2 separate regions of the Hordeum vulgare genome follow, and region 2 is linked to region 1. A link is a contact called in public Hi-C data. All regions are on one chromosome and are shown on one strand. The core of a region is the stretch at or near the end of the contact, and the rest is flanking DNA. Distances in the headings are between cores, read along the strand shown.

Region 1 (5,408 bases), core at 2,054-4,553:
TCTGGCTTATAAGCCAAACCATAACCAAAGCCTTACGAAATACAACAAAAGTATACAAACCATTATTGCTACGCTTGTATTATAGACTCCCTACCGAATAAATGGAATAATCAAGTTTCCCGTGATAGATTTTATTTTTCTCTAGTTTCAGTCGCTTCCTATCCTAAAAATTATTAGAGCTTACTAGTCGACAACCCGTGCATTCACACGGGCTAGATCAGTTTATATAATATATAAATAATTGATATTATGCACTACTTGTAACTTGTTTTAGACAGTGAGAACTAATCTAAGTTTGTAGTTCTTATTAATTGTTTACAATTGATTCATTGAACTAATGTGAGTTTCCAATATTGACTTTTAGGAGTTGACTAATATATTTTCCTTTTCCAAGTGTATAAACTATCTGATCTCGAAGCTTCATGAATTAGTAATTTGTTTATTCTATAGTTATATATAACTAAAAATATAACTTGAAAATTACATTCTTCGTTTTCTACTATGGTATTTTGACACTATCTTAGGTATCACTTCTTGTAAATTGCCTATTTCTCGAAATCAGTCGGTCGACATAAGTACATAAGGGATGCACGTGACTTTCGGCACTCATTTTTAACCATAGCTTTAACCAATAAAACGTGGCTCCATCTCCCAAAAAAATTAAATCATTAAATTCTGAACAAAAGGATTTTTCATATGTACTAAAAACCAAGTGAGTACCTAACAAATGCACGTGACTATACTTACTACATATAACTTAACATAGATGATAAAATGCAAAACAACAAATATTTTCTTGGGTGAAATAAAATTATTCAAAGGAGCTTAGGAGAATTATATAAAGAATAACACTTCATAGTAAGCATCTCATGACATGGCTTATTTTGTCACAGACTCGAGTGGTATATGAATAAAAATGTATATCTTCAAAATATTTTTAGACTTGAATCTCAAAATAATGCGCGTACACTAAATCTTACTTTTTTCAAAATATTTTTAGACTTGAATCTCAAAATAATGCGCGACACTATTGTTGATGCCGAGTATGCAGAGCCTAGGCAGTGCAGCAGTGGAAGTATGTACGCACGCTTGATTTTTCGCTTGGAGTCGGAGGAAACATAAATGGCCGCCGTCGGCGTAGCACACAATCTGCACAGCACTGAAAGATCATAGAGAAGATATAGTTTCTATGGACAATGGTATGGTGATCAGCTCTGATGAGACTTGAACGACCGCAAAGAAAGCTTTCTGCCTTGCACGTTTTCAAGAGATGAGCAAGGCATGCTAGTTAAAAGAAAAGAGTCAATTAAAGTTTGTTTCTTCACTTTTTCGGTTTTTACATTCATGCAGATATTTTTGGGAGAAATACATGCACGCAGATACGTTTTGTATTTTCACAAATCTTGTTGTATAGTACTTCCTCGGTTCCTAAATATAAGACCTTTTAGAGATTGTACTATAAACTACATACAGATGTATATAGACATATTTTAGAGTGTACATTCACTCATTTTGCTCTGTATGTACTCTTCTAGTGAAATCTCTAAAAGGTCTTATATTTTGAAACGGAGGAAGTACGTAATATCTTGTTGCGTGGTCCAGAGTTTATATAAATTTAAGATGTAATCACTTGGGCCCATCAAATCAATGGTTAATGAGACGTGAGTAAGATATGTGAGAGATTTTCCGGTTTGGAGATACGTGAGATTTTGAAAGGAGACATCCTGGGAAAAAACAGAAGGGGGAGTCTTGAGAGATAAATATACAGTTGGTGGAAAAAAAGGGATATATGAGACCTGATAATTTGGGTCAGGTTTTGGACGTACGTGAGAGAGAGCCATGCGAGATTTACCAAGGAAAAAAAAATACCTAGGAGATTGTGTCAGATTTTGGTGTGGTTTGGTTCATTGGTTCTTTTTGTTGGCGCAAGAGATTTTTTTGGCACAAGAGTAACATAAATCATAGGGAATTTTAACTAATCTTAGAATTTTCAGGATTGATCTACACCGTAGTAATTCGGCCCCACGGGATCAACGGTTCCTAATTTTTAATTAACATGGGAATTTTTAGAAAGTCTAGAATTAGTATAAGTATAGATAGATTGTAATAATTCTATCTTTGCAAGAAATATAATACAACTTCCTCATTTTCCCTTTAGTTATACTCTAGCCTGAGATTTAGCCCTATGTCACACTTATAGATACAACTAATATCATATTATTGGCCAACGTTCCGTGGGGCCATGTTTATAACCCTACATCTTAGGGATAAAAACTAAGACAGAAGTTCCTAATAAAAAGTATAAGCACGGTGCTGGAGATATTTTCCATTGGTTACCATTAAAACGTATATAGTTGACATATTATTGTATAATATTATGCGTACGTGCATATACATAGCCACCGACAGCATTCACATACAAGCATGTTTTCTCGAGCCATGTTGGTACATGAACATGGACATACACATATTCTTAGGAACAAATAAGAAAGATAAATGGAGAAGGAAAACCCAAAGCAATGTCAGAGTTGACAAAACTGCAATGGCACTTTATATGTGGCCCATCGTCAGTGAGCTGTTTATGCCTTGCCGGACTCCTCGCAGCCTGGTGGCTTGAAGGCGATGAAGCTGACGCACTGCACCTGACGCATGTTGTCGAATCCGATGATGCGGACATACGCGTCAGGGTACTCCTTCTTGACCTCCTCCACCTCGTTGAGCACCTGTGTGGCGTCGGTGCATCCGAACATAGGCAGCTTCCACATTGTCCAGTACCGGCCATCGTAGTACCCAGGAGATGCGTTGTGCTCACGGAAGATGAACCCAACCTTGCTGAACTCGAGGCAAGGCACCCACTTGGAGCGGATCAGGTAGTCGACCTGCTTAAGGAGGGCCTCCGTGCTGAGTGGTGGCAAGTAAGACAGGGTCTCGAACTTCTTGATGCCCTCGATGGGCCACACCTGCAAATCAGATTCACGTCTATACATTAAGAGACTATAACTCTAGTTCTACACGTTTGATTGTTCTTCTTGACATCCGTCGGCTTAAAAATGACTAGAAAGACAGAGACGATGTTGTTTACCTGCATGCACCTGATCCTTCCACCGTTGCTGACGCTGCCGAGGCTAGCACCGTTCGAGCGGCGGCTGACGGGGAGGCCGGCGGTGGACTTGAGCCCCTGGAAAGGAGCGACGGAGGTGGCCGACGAGGCCATCACGGTGGGGGCCATAGCTGTACTATGTAGGTATATAGCTTGCTAGAGGGAGGCACACTGGCTTGAGGACTGGTTCGTTGGGTCAGCAAGGCTTATATAACCCTTGGGCCCTTCCTGAACAAGATGTGGAAGGAGTGGCTGCCGTTCGGCAGCGGCGATAAGCCCCCGCGGATCACCGCGTCCTGATAAGGTCGGGATAAACAACCACATGTCTGCGCGCCTTATCCTCTGCACCATAGAATCAACGGCCGTGTGCCCTGCTAGCTGCTGGCCCTACTCATTGCTTGCTACTTGCACTCATGCCCATTTGCATTATTCTCCAGGTTGGCTGTACCGTATATATGGTGAGATAGTGAGATGTATCAGCATTGCTACGCCTACTAACTAGAGTTAACTTTTATTTGAGGGAAACTAGAGGTGATTATATATTGTGAAAGGGCATCTGCCTTAGGTACACTTCCAGATTAATACTTGGCAAACACAGCTTCCTTCATCCTACACGGTTAGTATGCCGAAGTCATGTCCGTGATATGATGTCTCAAGTCTCAGCATAGATAGTTTATGAAATGGTTGTGTCGCTGTGAAAACCGGTCGACTTTGGCCGCCGTTTGCAATCTCACTTTCGGATTCAACAGTAAGATACTCCTAAGCATGGCATTGCTAGCTGCTTGATGTCTCTCATGTAGAATTTTCTTTGAGTGTACAAACTCAAAGGAATAAATTAAGGCAAACATCACAACAATAAGAACAACATTACATAAAAATAAAAAAAACAGTGATGACAATGATCATCAATGTACAAAATCACACGAACAAACTAAGGCTAGCATCACAATTCATCACAACAACAACAAAAACAACGATGGTGATAATGATGATGATGCAAAATTGTGTGATCACCTCATTTTCTACACCGAGGTGGTGTTGGTTAGTCGTTGGCTCTCACTCTCCATCTCTCCCTCTCCTTCTCCCTCTCTCCCTCTCTCCCCATCCCTCCCTCTCTCTCCCTCCCTCCCTCCCTCTCTCTCTCTCCCTCTCCCTCCCTCCCTCCCTCCCTCCTCTCTCTCTCTCTCTCTCTCTCTCTCTCTCTCTCTCTCTCTCTCTCCCTCCCTCCCTCCCTCCCTCCCTCTTCCTCCCTCTCCCTCTCCCTCCCTCCCTCCCTCCCAAACAAGCATCCTCACATCACTCCCAAACCTATCCCGTACCCATAATAGAGGATATGTGGTGCGAGAGTTGCAACCTGAAAAGTGCATGTGTGTGACAGCCCGAGACCGACGTTCTATAAGATTCCCCTCATATTTTATTGCCGTCGTGCGATTAGATTGTCTGTCACATTCATCATCGCATCATGCGCATCATCTGCATTGCATCGGCACTCCGTTGCCGCTAGTTTTCAAAACCTGCATCCGTTATTAGTTGCTGGTTCTCTCTATGTTCGCCGTCGAACGTTTTGAGACCAACCACACACGCATGCGCCCGTGGCATCGTTAAAATATTATTTTTAAAAGTGCGTTAAAAATATTCACGGCTTGGGTCGAAAGTTGGCATGCGGTCTTAATATAGTGTAGGTAGACCGCCTACCAAATTTCGTCGCAATCAGAGTCTGTTTGATACCCGAACGGTCAACCGTAGCGGCATCGTCTTCGATTTATCGTAGGACGTTTTGTCGGTGTTTAAAATCACGTTGCCGGCCACAACCTCCCTCTCTTCCCCACAAAGGCCATCTACATAGCCCAACACCACCCACCTAGCCTACCCCTTCGTTTCGGACCGCCCGATCAAGATCCTACGATCTGAAAACAGATTAAATTAGCTAACTGTAGCCCCTTAATTCAATCCGTGTCTATAAAAGGAAGGGCGAGCCCTCCAGATCCGGCCTCTCCTCGTTTTCCGTGTGTCCCCAAACCCTTAGCCTCCTCTCCCACCTCCTCCTCTCTCCTCCAGGCCCGCCGGCCCGAGCCAGGCCCTCCCCGGGCCCATAGGGGCGAAGCAACCCCTATCTCCCACATGCCCGAGCTCCTCCCGAGTTGCTGCAGCGTCGGAGCCCGCAGGTCGCCGCGCCCGGACACCTTCGGCTGCCGCCGCCCACTAACATCGCTTCCAGCCCCCGGCCGCCTCCCGCCGCCGGCCGCCGCCAGTCCCCGCCGGCCAAAGCCCCAGCCGCACCTCCCCATCGCCAAGCAGCAGTAGCTGC
Region 2 (6,281 bases), core at 3,099-5,598, 130 kb before region 1:
AGACCATCAAGCAACTAGAGAAGATCGAGCGTGGCTTCCTGTGGGCGGGCCGCGAGGCTGCCAATGGGGGTAACTGCCACGTGAACTGGCGGCGCACATGCCGCCCCATCGAGCTTGGAGGCCTTGGCATCCCAGACCTAGAGCGCACCGGGCTGGCTCTCCGCCTGCGGTGGCTCTGGCTCAGACACACCGACCGGAACAGAGCTTGGAGCGGGCTCAACCTGCAGTTCTCGGCGGACAAACGCGCCCTGTTCTTCGCCTGCACCACGATGTCCCTGGGGAACGGCCCTCTTCTGGGACGATCGTTGGATCGACGGCCGTTCTGTCGGCGAGATAGCTCCGCGGCTCCTCGCCTGCATCCCCGTGCGCAGGAGGAAGGCGCGGACAGTTGCGGAAGGGCTCAATGCCAACGCCTGGGCTCGCGACATCGAGGGCACTCTCGGTGTCCACGAGATTGGCCGGTACATCCGCCTCTGGAACATCATCGAGCACACCATCCTGCTCAACACGCCTGACCAGCTCTCCTGGAAGTGGACTACGAATGGCTCTTACTCCGCTAAGTCCTGCTACAAGATCACCTTCCAAGGATCCAACCCCAGCGCCTCCTGGAAGCTCATCTAGAAGAGTTGGGCTCCACCCCGAGTACGGTTCTTCCACTGGCTTGCCGACCAGGATCAATGCTGGACCTCCGACCGCCTAGCTCGCCGAGGGCTGCAGCACCACAACCCTTGCATCTTGTGCTGCCAGGACCCCGAGACTATGGATCACTTGCTCCTCCGCTGCCCCTTCTCCAGGCAGGTCTGGCAAAGCATCATCGCCTGGCTCCGCTTGCCCTGCGCCGCCCCCAGCAACGAGACTTCCCTTCTCGCCTGGTGGCATCGCGCCAAGCGGAGCATGCCGCACCCCATGCGCAAAGGCTTCGCCTTCGTGACCCTGCTGACCCCGTGGATGATATGGAAACACCGTAACGGTTGTGTGTTTGAGGGCACTAAACCCTCATTGAACGACCTGGTCGTGAAGATCAAGGAAGAGGCGTCCCTCTGGACCAAGGCAGGAGCGGCCGGTCTCCGCATCATCTACCCAAAGACCTGGGATGTACACTAGTCATAGGCTTTTCAATTCCCAGCATTGCCCCTCCTAGGAGGATTGTAATATAAACTCTTCCTTTTCAATACAAAGAAACGCACGTATCTCACTGCGTTTTCTCAAAAAAAAAATTGTAGAGAACTGATGGATCCTCACTTCATAAGAACATATGTACAGAAGCCATTCCATTGCTCTGCTGGCTGAAGGCTCAAACAATATTAACTCTTAACGTTGACCATGACAATCTAGATTGACTGTTCCAGTCCAGAGCCCCAGATGCAAGAAGTATTGATGAACTTCAGTAACCAACTAAGCTACTTTAATTTCTGATTGGATGTATCTGTTTCTCAAAATAACCTATTGCTGACATGCTTCGAAGAAAACCTGTGGATCTTGTTGATGAAAGACGCTCCAGGTGTTCTCAAAACACCACGGAATCCAGCACAAAGACTAAGGAAGAGAGACACCATGTGAATATGCGGTGGGCACCACTTGGCAATAGTGGTAAGCTATATCAAAAGCAAAGAATATGCGGTGGGCATTGTTCTTCTATATGTATGGTATACCATTAAATGTTGCAAACTCTAGGCAATTTGAGACTGCAACTGAAGCCTCTTGTCAATGAGGTTCAGGGTACAAGCCCTAGGCCAGTGAGCTACAAATGTTTGCAAAGTGTATTGTTAGACTTTGTGCTTCATGATCTGGCTGTGAGGTTAGACCATGTTTGAGTTTGTGTGTCACCTAGTAAAGTCTTTGTATTTGTTCAATAGTAATTGCAGCAACCTATTTAGATCCACACAAAGAAAAGGAACCGGTTAGAACAACAAACATTGAATGACTTGTTGTGAGTAGGTTTGAAAAGAGTTGTGAGAAGGTGGGCGGCGAAAGCTATGACCCATTGGTCATTGAGGATTTTGATTGGGACTATACATGGGTTGACCCAAAAATTCCACTACATTGTGGTGCTTCATAGTGTCCTGGGGACATTACAGCTATGTTTGGTTTTGGCCCAAGTTTGCCCTACCAGCCAAATATTTGGCCAAGCTTTTGCTTTGCCATGAGTTGGCCAACATTGGCAAGAAAAATGCACTAGAGTTGGCTAAGAGACATTAGCTTGACCAAAAAAAAATTAGCAACCATAAAAATTAGTCACCTGTTTGTGCGTTGCACCATTGCCAACATCATATAGAGCTCTCTTGTTCAGTGGGCCAATCTTCAGGCTGTCGCACCTACCATGGATCAGGAGCCCATTCCATGGTGGATTGCTGTGAGGGACGTCCCACGGCAGGAAGAGACTGGACTGCATGTGTGTCTTCGTGGTTTGGGCTATCTGGCGTGAAAGGAATGTTCGCGTCTTCTCCAATAAAATCACGCCAATTCTGCAGGCCGTCAATCAGCTGAAGGCTGATGCTGGTGTTCAGGAAGCTTTAGGTCCCCTAAGGGTGTGTTTGGTTCCAGTCACGGGCTGGAATGGCATGGGTCGGACCCGTCCCTGGGCCTCGTTCCTATGTTTGGTAAGTAACTGGAACAAGAACCACCTCGTCCTCCCCAAGAGAATATTCGACCTATATCCGGAACCTGCCGATACCTCCAAATCGGAAGAACCACGCGAAGCGGCTCGCGCTTACACCTCGTCTCCCTCGGCGGGTCGCTTATCTCCTTCTCTTGTCTCTCTCTCACACACACATCCAGTAGGCACAGGAAGGCGCTGCCGGAAGGAGGCGAGCAGCAGCAGGAATCGGCAGGCAGCGGCGCAGGAAGGTGGCCAGCAGCAGCAGGAATCGGCAGGAGGTGGCGCCAGAAGGAGGCGAGCAGCAGCAGGAATCGGCAGGCGACGGTGCCAGAAGGAGGCGAGCAGCAGCAGGAATCGGCAGGCGGCGGCGCTGGACGGGGCGAGCGGTGACAGGCACCAACAGGCGAGCGGCGGCAGATCACGCCATGAGCCGCAAGATTGGCTCGCCCATGCCCAGCCAGGAGATCTGATCTTCCATGCGCAGTTCGAGCATTTCCTTTCTTTTTGTTCTCTCAGATCGGAAAGGCAGGGCGGCAGGACAGCAAACCAGCAGCAGATAGCGGCGTGATAGCAAGCCAGCAGCGGCAAGCAGCGTTGTGGATTTTTAGTTTAGCACTCCAATCCAACTTGTTCGTTGTAAATTTGTTTGTCACATAGTAGAGAACTAATACTAGTAGTTTATTTTCCGAATGAAAACGAGAGTTTAATTGACAGGCAATAGGTAAGTTGGATCAAATTCATTCAATTTATCACAGAAACCAAACACTGAAATAGAACCGTTCCATTCCATCTAATTACACTTTACCAAAAGTAGGAACAGAACCGACCCATTCCGGTGGAATGTAACCATGACATTCCATTCCACTTGGTTCCTGAACCAAGCACACCCTAAGAATACCATTTTACCCTTTAAAACAGGGCACTCGGTTTTTAAGGCAGTAATGGAAGAGTAGGTTGGACCGTTGGAGTATGATAAAGCTTATCCATTGGATTGACATAGAAGAACTCCTAGGTTACAAGTCATCTTATATCTTAACTAAACAAACTAGTATAATTTCGTCTGAGCCAAGATGAATCCCATAGAACAGGAATTCGCACCCACAGAAAAATAACACCTCACATATGGAAACATTTATGGAATATACTATTTTTTGGTAAGATATGGTCAAGCTCCGCCCCTCATTCGCCCAGGGGTATTATCTTGGCAGAAATTTGGAAGGTGCTTTTCCAATCCCCCCAAATGCCAATTTTAAGTTTGTGAGAGAAGGCTATCAAGGGCTCCCGAAATGACCAGCAACAATAAACTGAAAATCAACCCTCCTCTAGAGCCTGTAATCCCTAACTACAACTGATTGGATAGTAAGCAAACGGAGAGGGGCGAGGCAGTGGCGCTACCTTGAGGAGATGGAGGCGGTGGGTCGGAGGAGGGCGGCAAGGGTCCGGCAGCGCTTCGGCAGCGGAGGCTGAGCCAAGAACGGCAGACACGGTCCAAGGCGAAAGTAGAAACCGGGCCTGCTGCTGGTGGTAGTGGCTTGAAGCGGAGGCGGGAGGGACAGACTGGTGGGAGGGCGGAGGAGGTGCCGGTGGAGGTGGAGAAGGGGAGTGGTAGGAGACGAGGGGAGCTCGTCGTCGCCATCGGTGAGAGGTGGTATGTTGCTAGGTTGGAGTAGGAGGCAGCCAGGGAGGGAAAGGAGGGGCAGCACGGCTGAACGTACCTTCTTGTGTGGTGCGCCCGCTGTTCCCCATTCCGGCTCTATCATAGTCGAAAGTTCCTGAAAAGGTTATCCAAAATAACTACTCCCTTCACCCACGTATATATATATATGGCCTAATACGTATTTTAAGGTTGCTATTGATTATTGGTAAATATATATAAGATATATGATATAAAATTAATATCATTAGAAACTCCCTTCTCTCACGATTTTTACTCTAACATGTGATCAAACTTAAACTCGAAAATCGTATTAGGCCTTGTGTATACGGATAGAGAGACTAAGAACTTTGTTTCAAGTCAAATCTTTTTAAGTTCATCACTTTTGCAGAAAATATATTAACATTTACTTTAACATGTGATCAAACTTAACCTGTAAAATTGTATTAGGCCTTGTATGTACGAATAGAGGGACTAAGAACTTTGTTTTAAGTCAAACCTTTTTAAGTTTACCACTTTTACAGAAAATATATTAATATTTACCACATCAAATACATATATTAGGATAATATTTTTATTTTTATGGCTTGAAGCGGAGGAACTAAACCTCGAAGCATGCTCGGATACCGTTAAACATGACTTCTATGAGGCATTCAACAAGCTCTACACCATGAATGGGAGGGGTTTCCCAAAGCTCAATGAGGCACTTCTCACCCTTCTCCCGAAGAGGACGGACGCACAATCCCTATCCGAGTACCGTCCGGTCAGTCTCATACACCTCTTTGGAAAGCTTGTCGCAAAAGTTCTCGCCCTAAGGCTCGTGCCTAGGCTTGCTACGATGGTTTCCACTAACCAGAGGGCCTTCATCGCAGCTAGATGCATCCACGACAACTTCCTCTTGGTGCAGCAAACAACTCTGCTGTTGCACAACCTCAAGGCGTCACGCGTGCTACTCAAGCTGGACATTGCGCGCGCCTTCGACTGCGTTTCGTGGCCCTTCATCCTACAGATCCTCGAGCACCTTGGCTTTGGACCCCGCTGGTGCCAGTGGATCTATATTCTGCTCTCCATGGCTTCCACGCGAGTACTCATAAATGGACACCAAGGGCCTCCAATCGGGCATGCTCACGTCTCGCGTCAAGGTGACCCGGTTTCCCTGATGCTCTTCACACTGATCATTGACATGCTCAACACCATGCTGCTACGGGTCGTTGATGACGGACTCCTCCAGCGCATCACTGCGAGGCACGTGACCTTGAGCATATCACTATACACGGACGACGTCGTCATCTTCTACCACATCGACCGACACGACATCAATATTGTGCGTGAGATACTACATCTCTTCGGGAAAGCTTCCAGTCTCCACACGAACTTCAGCAAATGTTGTGTCACCCCAATCCATTGCGCCGATGAGCAGATCGCCACAATCGCGACTTATATGCGCTGCCCGGTGACCCAATTTCCCATCACCCACCTTGGTCTGCCCCTACCCATTCATAAGGCCTCTACCACGAGTCTACTACCCCTATTCAAGAAACTTGAGCGAAAGTTATCCACTTGGCAAGACTCTATGCTATCAAAGGGAGATCGCCTCGCACCGCTACGACATGTCATATGTGTTGGAAATATGCCCTAGAGGCAATGATAAATAGTTATTATTATATTTCCTGTTACAAGATAATCGTTTATTATCCATGCTATAATTGTATTGAATGAAAACATAGATACATGTGTGGATACATAGACAAAACAATGTCCCTAGCAAGCCTCTAGTTGGCTAGCCAGTTGATCAAGGATAGTCAAGGTTTTCTGACTATGTGCAAGTGTTGTCACTTGATAACTGGATCACATCATTAGGAGAATCATGTGATGGACTAGACCCAAACTATGAACATAGCATATTGATCGTGTCATTTTATTGCTATTGTTTTCTGTGTGTCAAGTATTTATTCCTATGACCATGAGATCATATAACTCATTGGCACCGGAGGAATACCTTGTGTGCATCAAACGTCGCAACGTAAC

What was found. Hi-C and Micro-C count contacts between places; a contact is called where the count stands out from the background.
Region 2: a Hi-C map of seedling shows a contact between it and region 1, with 5 times the contacts expected there. The contact joins the promoter of LOC123398675 here to the promoter of LOC123452831 in region 1. A contact is called at or near these places in 2 of 6 Hi-C or Micro-C datasets (leaf and seedling).

Annotation. Positions count from the first base shown.
Region 1 is chr5H:357,080,756-357,086,163 of MorexV3_pseudomolecules_assembly, reverse strand. LOC123452831 (ribulose bisphosphate carboxylase small subunit, chloroplastic) reads right to left here and starts at 3,303. Exons shown (of 2, transcript XM_045129554.1): 1 at 3,083-3,303; 2 at 2,334-2,960. The coding sequence starts at 3,229. The coding sequence ends at 2,580.
Region 2 is chr5H:357,213,719-357,219,999 of MorexV3_pseudomolecules_assembly, reverse strand. It overlaps LOC123398675, which reads right to left and starts at 4,348. Exons shown (of 2, transcript XM_045093122.1): 1 at 3,995-4,348. The coding sequence starts at 4,235.